2 separate regions of the Oryctolagus cuniculus genome follow, and region 1 is linked to region 2. The links are chromatin contacts, called in public Micro-C maps. All regions are on one chromosome and are shown on one strand. Each heading gives the region's core, a stretch centred on a gene start, on an enhancer-like site or on the middle of the called end of the contact. The rest is flanking DNA. Distances are from core to core; before and after follow the strand shown.

Region 1 (4,100 bases), core at 419-2,918, 87 kb before region 2:
AGAGGGTCCAGACGTCCCCGCGGGGCTCTGCTGCCTGACTGTACTGCTCTAGGGACGGGGGCAGTGGCCTTCTCCCACGGTGGGGCAGGGACACCGTGACTGAAGGCATTTGGGGGAGTGGGTCTCCTGCCCAGCCTGCGGGGCGGTCAGGAGGACGGCCACACAGCTGCAGGCGCAGCTCCGCGGGAGCTGACCCGCTGGCGTGAATCCCCTTACGTCTGCCTGCTTGGTGGGGACCCCACACCCGGAGGGCCTCTGACTCTTTCTTGGGTAGCTGGATCGTGACCGGTTTCTGGAATACAACAGATGAATAGGCTGCGGTGCTGGCTCGGCCTGATTTCTTAGGAAACTCTGTTATCTGGATGTCTGTGGTTATAAGGGAGGGAGTGGCCGGCGCCGCGGCTCACCAGGCTCCTGCCATCGGATCAGTGCGGTGCGCCAGCCACAGCGCGCCAGCTGTGGTGGCCATTGGAGGGTGAACCAACGGCAAAAGGAAGACCTTTCTCTCTCTCTCACTATCCACTCTGCCTGTCAAAAAAAAAAATATATATATATATATATATATGGAAGGGAGTGTAGACGATAATAAATCCACAGTTTCCCTGTGTTTGGAGAGAACAGCTTAGGCAAGTTTTGCATCAACACCAAAGTCTGCAGAACCAGCTTTGGAACAAGCAGGTGCATCTTCCGGGGCCGTGGATGGGCTGGAGCCCGCGGGCTTTTCTTCTGCAGCCTGAGCCCATGCCGGCCATCACAGGCCCCATCGCCCGGGCGCCCTGGAGCTGCAGCTGGGGCTTCCGGTGTGTGCCTGCCCCTGGCGCCCGCTGCTCTGGCCAGTGAGCACCGGGCCCCAGGGCAGCGGGAGGCAGGCTTCTCCCTTTGTCCTTAGCTGCGGCTCCCAGTCTAGTTTTCCGCAGGACAACGGCTGTGGTGTTCTAGACTCATCCAGAGGTGCCACACCTGTACAGCCCAGTAGGTAACTGGTGGTACCCAGCGGCCTTGGCGCTCTGAGAGGCGGCCACAGGCTTGGCAGGAAATCAGTGTGCTCCCTTGGACTTGGGAGTGTGCAGTGCGTCTCTTGAAGGTGCGCTGTTTCTGCACCCGACGCACAGGGGGGCGAGGGCTCCTCCAGGGAGGCCAGGGTCAGGGCCTGCCTCTGCTTCTGCACCTTTCTGCGCCAGGAAACGGCCTTCCAGCCCCAGAAACGCACTTTGTCAGAGTTGCAAAACCGCGAGCTGTCATTCCTGCGAAAAAAAGATGGATTTTTAAGTAAGAAGGGCAAGTTTTTGTTGTGTTTTTCCTTTTTAAATCAGAAATGCCCAAGCACTTTTTTTCTTTCTTTTTTTTCCCCCTCCAGCAATCCCTGATTTAAAAACAAATAGGGTTTCCGAGGGCAGGGGGCGGGGAACGGGAGGGCGGAGGCGGGAGCGCGCGTCCCCGCGCCTCGTGCTCGTGCGCGCGGGCCCGCGACCTCCGGGCCGGGCTCCCCGCGGGCGCCGGGGGGGGGGGGGGGCGCGCGTGGCCCGTGCGGGCGGGCCCGGCGCGGGGAGGGCCGCGGCCGCCGGGGGGGGCGCGTCGCCTCAGACGGCCCCGGGCGCGGGGCGGTGACCGGGCGCGGGCCGCGCCGCGCCGCCCCGTGTGTGTGGGAGCGGCCGCACGTCGGGGCGGGGAGCCGGGCGCCGACTCAGCAGTGTGGGCCGCGCTGGCGCCGCGCCCGCCCGCCCGGCAGAATGAGCTCATTGTGCGCCGGCCGCGGGACCCGGCGGCTGAGGCGGCGCGGCGCGGGCGCGAGCGGGCTTTGTCCGTAAGTACCGGCGCGCGGCCCCTCGCGCGGCCGCCCCGCGGGGTCCGCGCCGCCGCCCGGGACGCCCGGGACGCGCGGGCGCGGGGGGCGCGGGTGGGGGTCCCCGCGCCGCCTCGCGCCCCGGGCGGGCTCCGCACTTGGCGGCGCGCGTTCTCTCGGCGAGCGGCCGCGCGGGGCTGTGGGAGCGGCGTGCGGGAGGCGCGAGGCGCGGGCTGCCCGGATCCGCTCCCACGGCCACGCTGCGGGAGCACGCGCGGAGGCCGGGGATCCCCCTTTCCAGAACTTGCGGCTTCTCTCCGGTTCTGCCCGATTCCTGACGGAACTCAGGTGAACAAAAGAGCTTTGTGGAGCGCGTGCAGGTGCAGGGTCCCCGCCGCCGGCTTGGCCTAGGGCGAAGGGGACAATGGTGTGTGTGTGCCTGACTCCCCGCCCCCACCCCCGTGGGTTTTTTTATTTTATTTTATTTTATTTTTTTAAACACGGAAGGTTATGTAATGCAGTGCCATTTCCAAAAATACCCGCTCCGAGGCACCGCACTAGCCGGCGGAGAGCCGTCTGCGCGGCAGAGAGACTGCCAGTAGTGTGTCTGCGAACAAAGGACAGCCAGAAAGCAGCCTATTTTTATCCCTGGCTTCTACTTTTAAGTTGCTAAACCTCTTGAACTCGTGCAATTTAAAGAGGAACTAGACGCTGAGAGCAGCCCGGGACTCTGCAGCACCGGACCTGGGGATTCCTTTGTCCTGGTGCAAACCCTTAGGCCGCCGTGGAGGCGCCTGCAGGAGCCCCCGTGGCCCACGGAGGTCGTTTGTGTGTCACTCACCTGGGCCACAGAACACAGTCGTTCGCGGGAGCGGGTGAAGGGTTGAGCTGGCCCGCTGACCTGTGGCCGGGCGCCGTGTCCACCTATCGAAACCTATTTTGCAGGTCGGTCTCCTGGGACTGAAGAGAGGGCGAGCACGGGCCCAGGACCGTTAGGATTGTCAAAATGGTAAGAAGTCGTCGGAGGACATTCCCGGTAGCTTCTCGTCCCTAACACGTCCCAGCCACGCGCCTGGACCCTCTAGCGCACCCACCCCACCTGACCTCTGCAGGGCTCCCCGCAGTCTCCTGCAGCTTACGCCCATTGGCTGTGGGCAGTCGGGCTTTGACTTGGAAACTAAAATTCCTCTTTCAGAAGCAAAGATTGAACAAGAGAAACTGGTCTGTTCTGGAAGAAGAGTGACGTGTGATGACACGCACGGAGGGGGTGATGGCAGCGGGGCTGGGGCAGGGCAGTGGGTCTCGTGCCGGGTGCCGGGGTGGAGGGAGGGGCCCCAGGGGCGGCCACAGCCTGTGCTGTCCTTAAGACAGGGCGTCTCCAGGAAGCCTGCAGACACAGGGAGTGGGGCTTTGTTGCTGATCCCTGACTTCCTTTAGGAGAGACCCCAAGTGTGCTGTTCCTGACAGACTGTGACCCATGGGGAAGGCAGCAGAGATTGATGACCAGGGAAAGGAATACCTCTTTGCCACTCAGAGCGCACGATTGCCACATTCAATTTTAGTGTTTTTTTCTTTCTTTTAGGTGAGGGTGGAATTTAATGAATCAAAATTGAATCTGAGATACTTGATGTTTTCTTTTAGAGCAGCCCAGGTACAAGCTTGCAAGGAGAAAAATGAATCAGAGGCAAGGAAATGAGTTCAGTTTGACTTTTGTTAACACGTAAGCGTGGAAGGTCTTTGTGCACGCCTCCCTCTGTCATTTCAACAAGTGGGTGTGGAAGCAGTAAATAAAGTAATTTCACTTGGACATAGTTGGCTAACGACCAAATTAAGGAACTTGAGGTAGAAAGACAAGAGGCCCACATAAAACTGATCAGTGGGTTATGTGCACATGGCCCCTAACTTCATACAAAATCCACAACCAGCGGTTGTCATAGAGTCATGGGTTGGTGGAAAACGGTCTGCTGTGTTTTTGTTTAGTTAATTAGATTTTGTCAGGACTGGCCACATTGCCTTGTGTCCTGGCTCTTCAGCCTAGAACCTTACCCATGCTGTTTGATCATAGGTGGACCATGCATATTGGGCCAGGTCTGGTGGCCGCTTTGTATAAACCTAAACGTGACCAGTGATCCCGCCCAAAGATCGCGCTCCGAGGGAGACGCGTTTCTGTAGTAGCGAGTGGAGGGAGGTCTGTGGAAGGCGGAATGCGTGCCAGAGCTGAGAATGAAACTTGGAACCATTTGAATGCAGAATAGCAAATGCAAATTAATATTCCATGCTCCTGTCTTACAGTTGTCACTTATGGAAAGTGGCAGAA
Region 2 (4,059 bases), core at 201-2,700:
GCTTGGCGCCCTCAGCGACAGAAACGTAAAAACACGTGAGCCTGAAAGTGAAGCAAATGCCTTCCACTCTGCTGTGGTAACCGAAGGAGAACCAGCTGGGGGCGGGATTTAGTCCATGGTCTGATGGCTGTGCAGGGGGGACCTGTGACACTCGAAATCTGTGTTTGCTAGGTAGTTGACAGAAGTGTCGCCCGGACGTGAGCCTCCTCGCCAAGGCTGACGAGTCTGACGGTGAGCAGCTTTTAGCAGTCAGAGGCCGCACAGATGGCCGCTGCTGCTGTGAGCGTGAATGTCAAAGGGGAAAATGGGCATGTAGAGTGAGACAGGCACTGGGGCTGGGGGAGCAGCGGGCAGAGCCGCGGTGCCTCCGACACCCTCTCAGCTGAAGCCCAAGGCCAGCCTCTGCCACCAGGGCCTGGGACCGCGGAGAACCAGAGTTGTTCTGTTTTCCCACTGCAGAGCCCAGCACAGGGCGTGGCAGGACAGAATCGCACGCCTTGATTCACTGCTGGCTGGTGTGGCCGCTGGCTGTGGCATGGAGTAGCATGATGCCATGGGAGCTGGGGGGGGGGGAGCGGCAGTGACCCATGGACAGCCAGCACAGGGGCTGCCACATGCCAGAGAGGGAAGCAAAGCCACGAGACAGAAAGTGGGCACGCACACCTCTAAGGCCTCAGAGACAGGCACAGAGAGGCAGACGGAGCTGGGCGAGGGAGCCAGGGGTGGCAGAGGGGCCAACGCTCAGTGCAGTCTGCAGAAGGGAGGGCCAGGCCCCAGAGGAGTCCCCTCCCCTCCCCCCAGATTTCTGTTTCCCTACACTGCCCTTTCCCCCGCCTGAATCCCTGGCCTTGGGAGAGTTTTGTCCTCTGGAAAACACACCTTTGAAATGACTTTGGCATAACTTCCTTTTTGTAGTCACTTCCTTCCTCCTCTTTAATACAATGGTCCCTTGAGAAGAGCCAGGGGGAGACACGGGCACAGCACAGCACACAGGGACCTGGAATGGTTGCTGTTGTCCCGGTTCTGCAGGACGGACAGGTGTTCTGCCGAGAGCCTGGGTCTGGACAGGGCTCCCTCCAAGGGAAACCTGGGGAACCATCATTTAGGGAGGACAACCTGGAGCTTGTCTAAGTGGAAGGGGCTGTAAGAAACATAAAACCAAGATACAGCATAAAAAGCTGAGGCCTCGTGGGGCTGTGGGGAGGGCTGGGCAGTGAGGCACCATCTACCAGGTGTCACCATGTGCACCCCTGGGGATCCGAGCATCTTTGTTACAAGGGGCCTTGGGCAGGATTGGGGTCCGCTGGTTCTTTGTGTTTAAACAATCACCCAAGACGCAGCCTGGGCTTCAGGCCCTGCATTGTTGCCTGCTCCTTAGACTGAATTCTGCGTCCTGTTCCGCTAATAGCACTTCCCGAGGAAATGGCCTGAAATTCCAAGATAGTCCCCTAACAAACCGAGGGCCATACGGTGCGGGAACACCCAGAGAACAGCAAGATTTCACTCAGAACGACACAGTCTCTCAGCGTCTGTGGTGGGTCTGCTGTGCGGGGCACGGAAGAGAGAGGCCCAAAGGTTCACCTTCAGTATCCCAGGACTGGAGAAAGCTCACCGCTTACGTGGCCAGCACAGGCTAGGGCTGCAGCGGCTGGAGTCTCCCCAGAAGAAAACAGATCATGAGGTCTGAGAGGAGCCCAGGAGCGCCGGGGGCTCCACCAGCAGCTGCCTTCCTGCCCTGGTTTGCTCCGGGCGGGCCGGGGAGTCTGAGCTAGATGTTTGTCCTGCTTGAGCGCCCTCTTGTGGGAGCTTGCTGGGGAAGGGGCCCGCATTCCCAGTTGCCTTCCAAGGCACCCTGATGGAGATTCAGGTCTCCTCCAAGGCCTCTGTCGTCCAGAACCAGTCTCTCCTTGCTCCCTGTGGTAGAACTGGTGTACTCCATCCTGCCGGGCGCTTCTGTACCTGTTTTGTAGGCATGGGAAGCCAAGTCCAGAGCCCAGCCCACCTGCACTGTCCTGGACACCCCCAAGTCCTCCCTCCCTCATCCTGTGCCATTGTCTGTGCTCCCCCCACATCTGCTGATTCCTTGAGCACCCTGCTCAGTTCCCTCTAGGCCCCTTGCAGGTTCTTCCCCTCACCTGCATTGTGCTTCCTCTTGATCTCCAAATCCTGACCCTGGTTCAGGTCTCAGACCACAGGACGGGGGAGGGCTGCTCTCTGAGCACCTCTCACTGGTGCTCAGGCCCTGCATGTCACCCTTGCACTTCCCAAGGACAGAAATCCCGTCCATTGCCGTCTGCAGTGTTCCTGGTTGTCTGCCAGTATGAGCTGCTAAACAGGTACTGGCTGACAGCCAGACAGGGTCCCTCACCTGTCACGGCTCCTCCACGCCAGGTGGCCAGGGACTCCCAGCCTACACACAGAGCAGTGGATCACCCACCCTCATGTGTCAGCACAAAAAGAATTGACACAGAAGTGAAGAGGAGCAGGCTGACCTGAAGGGGAGAGCACCCCAGCCCCGGGTTAGAAGAGGAGAGGAGAGAGCGGTCAAAACCACACCTGCTGGGTGGGCACAGCTCTCAACCTACCTGCTACTTAGGGCTGTTGCTGGAGATGTCACCTGGGGCAGTTTCTGGGAGGGGTGGAGCTGTCTGCTCTGGCATCAGAGCGCGGGCAGTGCTGCTTGTCATCACGTCGCAAGGTTGCTATGGACAGTGAGAAGGCAGCGGGCACTTCCTTGTCCATTGCAGTGAAGGTTCCTGGCAGGTGTTGCTGTTTAATGTCTCAGCCTTCCTGTGATCCCAGCAGAAGCTTCTGACCTGGCCGGGCTTCCAGCCACACCCTCCCCCGAGTCACCCGGCCTCCCTTGAACACACCTTCGGCTTCTCGTGAGCAGAAGAAGCCATCCAAGACCATGGGGGTGGCTCTTGCAAAGGGCAGTTGCTGAACCCAAAGACCTCCAGCCCTGAGGTGTGGCTGGGAGCTCTAAAGCCCGCAACTCCCATGATAGTCCCTCCTGAGCTCCCGTGGCAGCCCTTAAGTGTGATTACCGACCATACAGTGTACAAGGCACAGATGTTTTCCAAACCAGCACAGACAGAGCCAGCGAGCCCCGCCCTTGGCAGCATAGCCTCGCGCCCAGGTCAGAGGCAGCCAAGGTGGAGGCAGTGAGGCTGCGTCAAGGGAGCCTCGCCAGCATGCTGGGACCACCTATTGGCCCTGCAGGTGACTGAGTGTCCGGTGGTCTCCCCTCAGACACTGCTAGTGGATTCCGTGTTCCATATGAATATGCGCAGTGCACCTCAGAAATCTAGATTGACTCAGCACATTAACCTGGCCAGCCTTGGTGGGTGGGCAGCGTTTCTGAGGGTCAGGTTGCCATGCAGAAAAGGAATCTGGATAAATGGACCTGGCTGTTCCCTGGAGGACCTGGGGCTTCCCGAGTGCCCCCGGAGCCAGCAGTACTCTGAAGTGGAATGCAGCAGTGATGCAGAGGGGGAAAGCACAGCGCGATTTTGCCACCTTGGGGAGGGGACCGAGAAAGGGGAAGCATGGGGCGAAGTGGGGAGAAGTTGAGGGAGGTGTCCTCTGACTCGGCCAGCCCCAGCAGCAGCTGCCAGGAGCTGTGAGCTACTGGCTCATGGGACACTGGAGTGTGATGGAAAGGGTAGCCCGGGGTCCCTGGGTGTCAGAGGACACAGGGCCTCACTCGGGGCCTCACAATGCATGGATGAAGGCCGCCTTTCTCTATAAAAATGCAGAACACCAGGCACAAACTAGCTATACAGGAAAGAAAGGATCAGCATCTGTGAGTGTGCAGGAAACAGTGCTGTGGTCTCAGGTGAGTGTGCAGGAGACGGTGCTGTGTTGTCAGGTGTGAGTGTGCAGGGGACAGTGCTGTGGTCTCAGGTGTGAGTGTGCAGGGGACAGTGCTCTCAGGTGTGAGTGTGCAGGGGACAGTGCTGTGGTCTCAGGTGTGAGTGTGCAGGAGACGGTGCTGTGGTCTCAGGTGTGAGTGTGCAGGGGACAGTGCTGTGGTCTCAGGTGTGAGTGTGCAGGAGA

The links. Hi-C and Micro-C count contacts between places; a contact is called where the count stands out from the background.
Region 1: a Micro-C map of ear pinna shows a contact between it and region 2, with 4 times the contacts expected there. The contact joins the promoter of NREP here to the enhancer-like site in region 2. A contact is called at or near these places in 2 of 6 Hi-C or Micro-C datasets (ear pinna and psoas muscle).

The regions. Positions count from the first base shown.
Region 1 is chr6:2,930,813-2,934,912 of mOryCun1.1, reverse strand. It overlaps NREP (neuronal regeneration related protein), which reads left to right and starts at 1,668. Exons shown (of 4, transcript XM_051834529.2): 1 at 1,668-1,804; 2 at 2,729-2,792. The coding sequence starts at 2,790.
Region 2 is chr6:2,843,827-2,847,885 of mOryCun1.1, reverse strand. No RefSeq gene overlaps it. Among named protein-coding and RNA genes, the nearest start is that of STARD4, 28 kb to the right of the region's middle. Within about 2 kb of position 1,450, at least 4 of the 8 cell types and tissues checked have an H3K27ac peak or open chromatin away from gene starts, as enhancers often do. A contact at or near this core is called in ear pinna, where this site is marked.